Linked DNA regions of Mus musculus: region 2 is linked to region 1. Evidence: chromatin contacts called from public Hi-C data. All regions are on one chromosome and are shown on one strand. The core of a region is the stretch at or near the end of the contact, and the rest is flanking DNA. Distances in the headings are between cores, read along the strand shown. Region 1 overlaps Zfp277 (zinc finger protein 277). Region 2 overlaps Dock4 (dedicator of cytokinesis 4).

The links. Hi-C and Micro-C count contacts between places; a contact is called where the count stands out from the background.
Region 2: a contact with region 1 is called in a Hi-C map of the N1E-115 cell line, with 7 times the contacts expected there. The contact joins two enhancer-like sites. A contact is called at or near these places in 2 of 484 Hi-C or Micro-C datasets (the N1E-115 cell line and bone marrow-derived macrophages).

What each region holds. Positions count from the first base shown.
Region 1 is chr12:40,347,125-40,351,134 of GRCm38.p6, forward strand. All of the region lies in intron 4 of Zfp277 (zinc finger protein 277), which reads right to left. Among named protein-coding and RNA genes, the nearest start is that of Gm40406, 97 kb to the right of the region's middle. Within about 2 kb of position 1,722, at least 32 of the 459 cell types and tissues checked have an H3K27ac peak or open chromatin away from gene starts, as enhancers often do. A contact at or near this core is called in the N1E-115 cell line, where this site is marked.
Region 2 is chr12:40,632,214-40,636,223 of GRCm38.p6, forward strand. It overlaps Dock4 (dedicator of cytokinesis 4), which reads left to right. Exons shown (of 53, transcript NM_172803.2): 6 at 3,870-4,010. Among named protein-coding and RNA genes, the nearest start is that of Dock4, 190 kb to the left of the region's middle. Within about 2 kb of position 2,073, at least 5 of the 459 cell types and tissues checked have an H3K27ac peak or open chromatin away from gene starts, as enhancers often do. A contact at or near this core is called in the N1E-115 cell line, where this site is marked.

The sequences.
Region 1 (4,010 bases), core at 472-2,971:
AAATGTCTATTTTCTTCCCCCTTACATCTCTTTCTTCGTCCTTCTCTTTATACAGCTTAGCAGCTGATATAATTAGCTGTAGCATATGTTTAGAGTCATTTATGAACAAAGAGATAACATCAGGAGTCAGTCCACAGTGAGTATCAAACAGAAGTGCAAATCAAAGCTCATTAGCTTTGCGGTTTTATTTTTCTAAGACATTTCATGCTGGGCTATATATTAGGCTTTATTTGTGGGCTGGCAGAGTGGAGAGATAAAGCGAATGTCACAGATGTTATATATTTGAATTTCTCTAAGCAGTTCGTCTAACGAGTTGAGATTTTCATTATAAAATTGGCGTGGATAAGAACCACAGTGGTAAGAATACAAGATCAGCTCATGCATTGGGCAATGAGTTATAGCAACAAGCTGGCTGTTTGTCTCAGAGGTGCAGAGTGGCAGCGGGGCCAGTGCATGGTCTTTCATCTTTATTCATAAGCTGGAAATGTAGGGAACTTTAATAAAGCTGCAGGTGCAGAGTCACAGCGGATTGACACGGAGGTAGAAAAGGAAAATGGGAGTTAGGGTAGAAATTGTAAGAATACAAAATCTGTCAATGTAGGGCAGAAGCATTTAGAAACCATTTAGCAGAAGGAAACAAAACAGAGCCCTGATGTTATATAGGAAGAAGTCACAGAAAATGGCTGTATTAACAAACAAAATCAAAACAAGGCCGACAGCACAGAAGAATCTGCTAGCTTGTCTTGGTCAGGGAACCCTAGGCTGACTCTCTAGCATAGACCACCTTCCTAGCACAATTATGGCAGTGGCCCACAGGGCCCACAAGGAGGCAACAGGACCTTCTATTCCTTTTGCTTTCCATTCCTAGAACCAGGGATCACCTACAAGGTGTTCGGTTCTTTAATGCCTTCACCTAGTCTAACAGTGTTTTGGGCTGGCATACGACAGGAAAGCATAGGTTTGAGATGAAAGAACAAGAAAAGTATGTGAGTGGGCACATACATTGAAAATAAAAATAAAAAGAACACACACCTTCTCTAATAGGTGACTCCACATTTGTTCTCAACTTTCTTAGAAAGGGGAAACAGAGAATTTGATTGGTCATTGCCTTCTGTTCTTGGAGGTAATTTATAAACACTTTGAGTTTCCCCTGGCTGAGTTACTCTTTTACTCAGTGGGCCCTCTGATTACAGTTGATTACTTATGATAAACAGATGACTCAGGATGATGGCTGGCTGGCTAAGCCAGAAAAACCAACTGTGTGATTAGTGGCTTGGGCAGCCAAGCCACATGACTCTTGGGTGTGGTCAGTGAATTAATCAATCGTTGTACTCCGACCAATCCTCGAGGGAGATTTCCTGGTCAGCCCACACACACAGTATTCACATACACAGATAGATGCACTGGGAGGGTAACACCTCTCACGGGACAGTGAGAGCTCTGAAGTAGGGTGGGCAATGCTTCATTAATCAGTCAGGGTGAGCACTTGTCTCATTTCTGCTAGGATGAGGGAAGCCTGGAGAGAGTCTCTTCAAATCAGGAAACAGACAGACAAACAAAACAACCAACATAAAGCAAAACAAAATCCACCACAAACAAAAAACTACCCAACCCAACCCAATGAAACCAAAAAGATCTGACTTGTTTTGAGTCCAAGAAGCAGACTCCATAACCAAGCAGATACACTGAACTGCAAAGGTGATAGATGAATCTGTCCCCAGGAGAGAAGAACCAGGGACCACTTCCTCTTTGGCCATACATGGGAGTAAAAGGATATGGCTGAAATTGTAATGAATTCTTGTTTTGTTTTGTTTTTTTAAATAACTTAATTGCTATCTATTTTCATAAATGTGAGGTATTTCAAAGTGCTGTAAGGTGCCACACCAAATATATACATCTTGATGAAATTCAGAACTTTGACATTTTACTCAGTTCTATGCACCAAACATGAACAAATATAGTAACAAGGAAGAAAGAGGCTAGGAAAAAGGAAGTATATATATATATATTTTTTTTCTTTATAAATGTTTCTTAGTTTAAAAACTGATTAAAGTGATATCTACTGGAAACCTCCATAACTAATTTTCATATGAAAATATAAGTATCAAAATTAGTTATATTATACTGGCAGTGTAGGAATTAAGACAGTACATAACAGATTAACAATATATTTGTATACAATCTATGCTCCTCAAGCATAGAGGTATTCTTTCAGTACTTAGGTGTAAGCATCTAGTCTAATACTGGCTGCAAGAGCCACCCAAGACTTACACAGAAGGTGGTGTTTATTTCATACGAGTGCTCCCAGGGCATCAAATGGCAAACCCTCTTCTGTGGCATTTGCTAGGACTTAAGCACCATTGTAAAAAGTAGGAAAGGCTCTTTGTGGAAACTTGGACCAGAACAAGGTGACTTCACAGTCTCCTGAGGCCCCCAACTGTCCTGAATGCCCATGGACGTTACCAGGTGGGACTCCTAGATAGAGTAGTGCCACTCTTCCACATGTTTGCCTAAGTACTCTCTAAGTACTGGTGGTGTGGAAAGGAGATGTGAAGAAAAGCCGTCTTCTAGTGAAAAGGCCCCAATCTAGTTGGCTTCCTGACACCATTCTCTGGCATCTAAAGCAGAAACTCTAAGCTATTAGGAGAAAGACAAAACCAACACAGAACATGGGTCTGCTACTGCTCAGGCAGCGGAGAAGACTACAGAGGCATGGCCTACTATTCCTTAGTTTCCCCCTCTAAAAGGTTACTGGAATACATAATGTTTGGTGGTGTAGGAGCCACATACAACACAGGCTGGAAAGAACTAATCTGTAGTTTGGCAAAACAACTTTGGTTATATACTCTTCTTAAAATGTTCAAGAAAATAATACATATGTTATTTGTTTTAGATAATTCTATTATTTAAAAATTATATCTTTAAGATACTTCTAAATGAGGATCTTTTATTTTCAAAGGTAGAAAATCGGTTTGCCCACTGCATGGTTGACGGCTGAGTGTAAGAGGGCAGCGGTGGGTTAGGGTGCATTGGCTCCTCTAGCATGTCCACGGATCAGAGCAGGCCCTGATAGGATCTTCTTTGTGTTTATATCAGGACTAGCAAAAGAGATACAAGAGAAAGGTGGGTTCCCAGCACCCACATGGAAGCTCACCACTGTCTGTAACTCCAGCTCCAGGGCTCCAATGCCACCTGATGGTCTTCAGGAGCATCATACATGCATGTGGTACACATGACTACATGATAAGTAACACGCACACACATAAAATAAAAACAAATGCGTCGGAAAAATAACAAGAACAAAAAAAGGAATGCGAGGCTTTTCTTAAATATTCAGCCATTAATAAAAGTTCAGATGAGAGGATTGGTGAGATGGCTCAGCAAGTAAAGGGGCTTGCCACCAAGCCTGAAGACCCTAGTTCAATTCCTGGGACCCACATGGTGTAAGGAGGAATCAACTTCCAAAACGCATCCCCTGACCTCCACATATGAGTACAATGCATGCCTCATCCCAGTAAATACGTGAATGTGAAACACATGCATGCAGTCCAGGATAGAAAATACTGTAGTTTGGAAGTGCTCTGAAAGGCACATGCACTGAAGGCTTACTCCCCAAATGGTGGTGCTATTCTGGCACGTGCTAGAAACTTCAGGTGTTGGGGTTCTGGAGAAGCAGGCTCCCAGGGGATAGGCCCTTGATGCTATGTTGAACCTGGCTCCTTCCTGTATCTTGAGGTGGACAGCCTCCTCCTCCTCCTCCATTTCAATCCACTGCCATGACAGTCAACCTTGTCTCAGACCCAGCCAAAAGACCACGAACTGACTGATCGCTCTGACTCTGTGAGCCAAAATTAGATTTCCCTTATTTGACTTTTTCTCTCAGGTCCTAGTGATGAACAAGCTAAAAAAAGTAAAAAAATTCATTCGTTAAACACCTGAATAATTCACTGAAAACCTGTCTCAAGGAATGGAGAGAGTTAACCCCGCTGATACTGTTGAGAGGGACAGAG
Region 2 (4,010 bases), core at 823-3,322, 290 kb after region 1:
GGCAATTTTGTGAAAAAAAAATAATGGGTTAGAGATATGTGCGTATTAATTTACTTATTATAACTAATTACATTGTTAGTTCTGGAGTTGTCTGGCCCTATCCTGTTGGAGCTGACTGCTCTCGAGCTTGCTGCGAAAACCCACAGGATACTTTTAGATCTGAGCTGTGTGGCTGAGGTGTGGTCTTGGTAAACAGATAGAGCACCTCCAGAGGTCTGTGCAAAGACAGAGACATGGAAATGCAGATGTAGCTGTTAGGTTTGTGTGAGTGCACAAGTGTGTGTTTGTGTTTGTCTTGTTGTTTTAATTAGAAAGATCATACAATCCAAATTTTATTGCATTAAATGTAATGTTGTAAAGTATTCGTATTAGTGCACCTTTAAAATACTCAGCATGATAGTATTATTATAGTTCTTCCTCTCTCTCACTGTGTGTCTGTATGTGTGTGTGTACATGTGCACACATCCATGTCCTATTGTAGCTGAGCAAGTATAACCACATTTTTTTCTTTGATAGGACTGCTAACATACACCAAAGTTGATTTTGTCTTGTTTAGTTATTTTTACTTGCTATTGGGGTTATGAGTATATACTCTGGCAACATCCTTGGTTGGTTTAAGATCTGTACAGAGCGAAATCTACAAATATCTTTCACTGCTGTCCTGAGGAATGGGAAAGGGATTGATTAGCTAACATTGTCTCTGGTACTGGAATAATAGTCAGTTATTAGAGGAGCAAATACGATATTTAGGCCAGAGGTAGACTGACTTTTGGCACAAGGGTGATATGATCGTGTTGGGCTTTCTGGTTTCTCTTTTCCTGGTTACAAACTGCTTTGCTTCATCATACATTTGTGTGTCTGTGTTTGTGTATCCAGACACGAGTTTTAAAGCAGAGCACCAACCTTTTCAGTGAAAGGTGTTTGATGAGAACAGTTAATCCTGTAGATTGCAAACAGTACATGAGGTAATATATGTATATAAACGGACTGTGACTGCTTGAGAAATACTAGTCTGCTCTCTTAAATAGTGTTGATGAGGGGTTAAATATCAACCTATAAAATACCCCTTAATAAGTTCCACAGTGTAAGCAGGAAAAAAGCTGTGGAGACATACAAGAGTCTTGATGTCGACTGTGAGCTGTGATCTACATCTCTTTTAGCCTGGGCCTCTCCCAGGTACTTTTATTCTTGAATCTTACCAAAGATGATTTATCCCACATCCCACATGATGTAGTAAAGCCAGACTCCAAATCTAGACCCGCCTCCACCAAAACCTGTTTGTTCTGTTTTCATTTTAAACCAAATCAAACCTCTGCCATATTCACTTTTGGCTGCATGTACAATGTATTGGGGGACTTTCTAGGTAGTGTTTTAATCCAGTTGTTTAGTATTGTCTCATTTAATGCTAAACTGAATAGAGTTTTTAAATATTTTTAGTCTGCTTCATAGCTATCCATTTTTTTTTCAAATTCATTTTTTTACAGAAGATGCTGATATGACCTGATGATCTATTTGTGTTTTTCATTGTTTTTGCTTTGTTTGCTTCCCTGTGTGTTTGGTAAGTGTTCACTGTGAAGTGCAGGCTGGCCTGGCCTCATGGCGCTCCTCCTGTTTCGCTCCCCAGAGGCTCTTAATAAAATCAAGAGCTACAATGCCCAGCTCCTTTTCTTAGAGCAGAAGAACACATTGGGCCCATTGTGTGCTGGAATATCCCTTCCACTTCTAGTTTCTTCCTTGAGGAGGGACTAACTAGGTAGTTTTCATTTTTATAAAGGATTTTGCTTCCTTCTCATGTCACCATGCCTTTGTAGGTAGAGATGATGTATAAAATCAAGTTCACCCTACTAAACAACCTGAGCAGGCACATGCCTTCAACCCCATGATCGTGAGGGCTCTATCTCTCTCCTTTTCTGCACAAAATCTGACTTCTTATAACTCTCTTATAGAATTTAGTTTAACTACGTGAAATTTCCCTTCCTACCACAGACGTCCTCAAATGTTTCTTGGTCTTCTGCATATTCATTTGTATGGCCTAAACAGAACGCACTTCTGGAAGTGTGCAAGGAATAACAGCTCTAAACCGATGTGTTCATTCTTTCCCACCTCTGGGAGCTCAGGCACAGCTGCTGTGGATGGGAACAGACACTGAGCAGTTAATTACAAGAATATTGTGTTGCAGAGCCCTTGTAATGGCTTGTAGGACAGTGCATAACACGAGAAAAGAGCAGGCAGCAGTAGGAGACAGTAATAGAAAGCAGGCGCAATTGAGTGGATAAGGACTTGAGAGTAGAAGGAGATTATTTATGCCTCAGAGGATCCAGAAGTGGCTTCATGGAGAAATCTTCCTAAGCGTCTACCGTATTTATTAGACCCGAGTAGTACCCAGAGGTCCCTTAAAACATCTAGTATCAAAAATCACTACCTTTCCAATTGTATATATATTTACCGAGCACATAGACCTTGATAACTTTTTCTATCATTTATCTCTAGAGAACTTCTGGTGGATAATGTCTGTAAGTTGACATCACTCTTTATATAGACCACTGGTTCACAACCTGTGGGTCTCAATCCCTTGGGGGCCACACATCTGATATACTGGATATCAATTATTTACATTATGATTCATGACACTAGCTGTTATGAAATAGCAACAAAATAATTTTATATTTGGGGGTATGGTCACCACAATATAAGGAATATATATTAAATGGCCACAGCATTTGGAAGTTTGAGAACCACTGATATAGACTATTAATAACTTCTGTAAAAAGTAGACGTATATTTTGTGGCTAGGAAAGATTTGGGATAGATAATTACCCAGTATCTCTGCGGGAAGATGTATATTTTTCAGTGTTGGTTAAAAAAAAACAAAAAACCAAAAAATGTTTTCAGAGCTTATCATAACAATACTAGTTACATGACCATTTTTCTTCACTGTCTGCATACTAATTCCTGTGTCTTCACAGTTACTCTCTGTGGTAGGCTCTTTACAGATAAGGAAACACAGAGCAATCAATGAATTGCTAGAGTATTTTGCACTAGAAATGACATGAGTGAAAGTCAGGTGACAATCATCTGTGCTGTTGTTCCACCTGTAGTCACAAACCCATAAGATATCTTTGCAGAAAAACAGTACTGCCCAATTTCACTGATGACTAAACTCACCTTCAGAAGCAAGATGTAGATTTGAACTCAGGGTTTTACACACCTTCCCTTTCTGAAACCGTGGGGATTGATTGATAGCTTTGACAAAGATATATTGAAGCTATATGATCTCTTTGATTAAATTTAAAACACCTGTTTTTTAATGAGTCTGAATACTAATCAGATAATTGCAGTAAACAGTGATCAATGTTTGAGTCTGGAAGCTCCCCTTGTGTTCAAATTCAGCTTGGTGAAGAATTAGGACCAACATTCGAGACATAAGTGGGTGCCGATGTCTCCATGACACTTATTTTACTTGCATGCTGCCATGGCTCAGACAAAAACCATGAGCACGAGTAGTCAGGGAGAACCACTTGACAAGTAGAAGTCAGGCCACACCTTAACGTATAAGAAAGCTGAAGAAGAAGATCTGGGAGAGGAAAGCCTCACTGTGTACTAAAGCAGAGACTAGCCAAGCCTAGGTGTAGCACAGTGAGAGTAAGGACCATTGCATCTGTCCATGTTGGCAGTTGAGACATCATGTTGGTTTGGACAGGAGAGCGGTATTGTGGGACTTGAGTGAAAAACGTAGAACTGCAAATGGACAAGGAAATGGGAAAGCTTTATTGGTGGAGAAGCCCTCTACTCTGTGGCAAGCACTTGGTCCCCCTCTTGGTCAAGCAAGAGGACTGACTGCCAAATCTCTGTGCTTCCATATGCCTTAGAGAAATGAAGGGGATCTCTTCCATCGCCTGTGGCACATCATGAATGAAATCCTCGATCTGCGACGGCAGGTGCTAGTTGGCCATCTCACCCATGACAGGATGAAGGATGTGAAGCGCCACATTACTGCCCGACTGGATTGG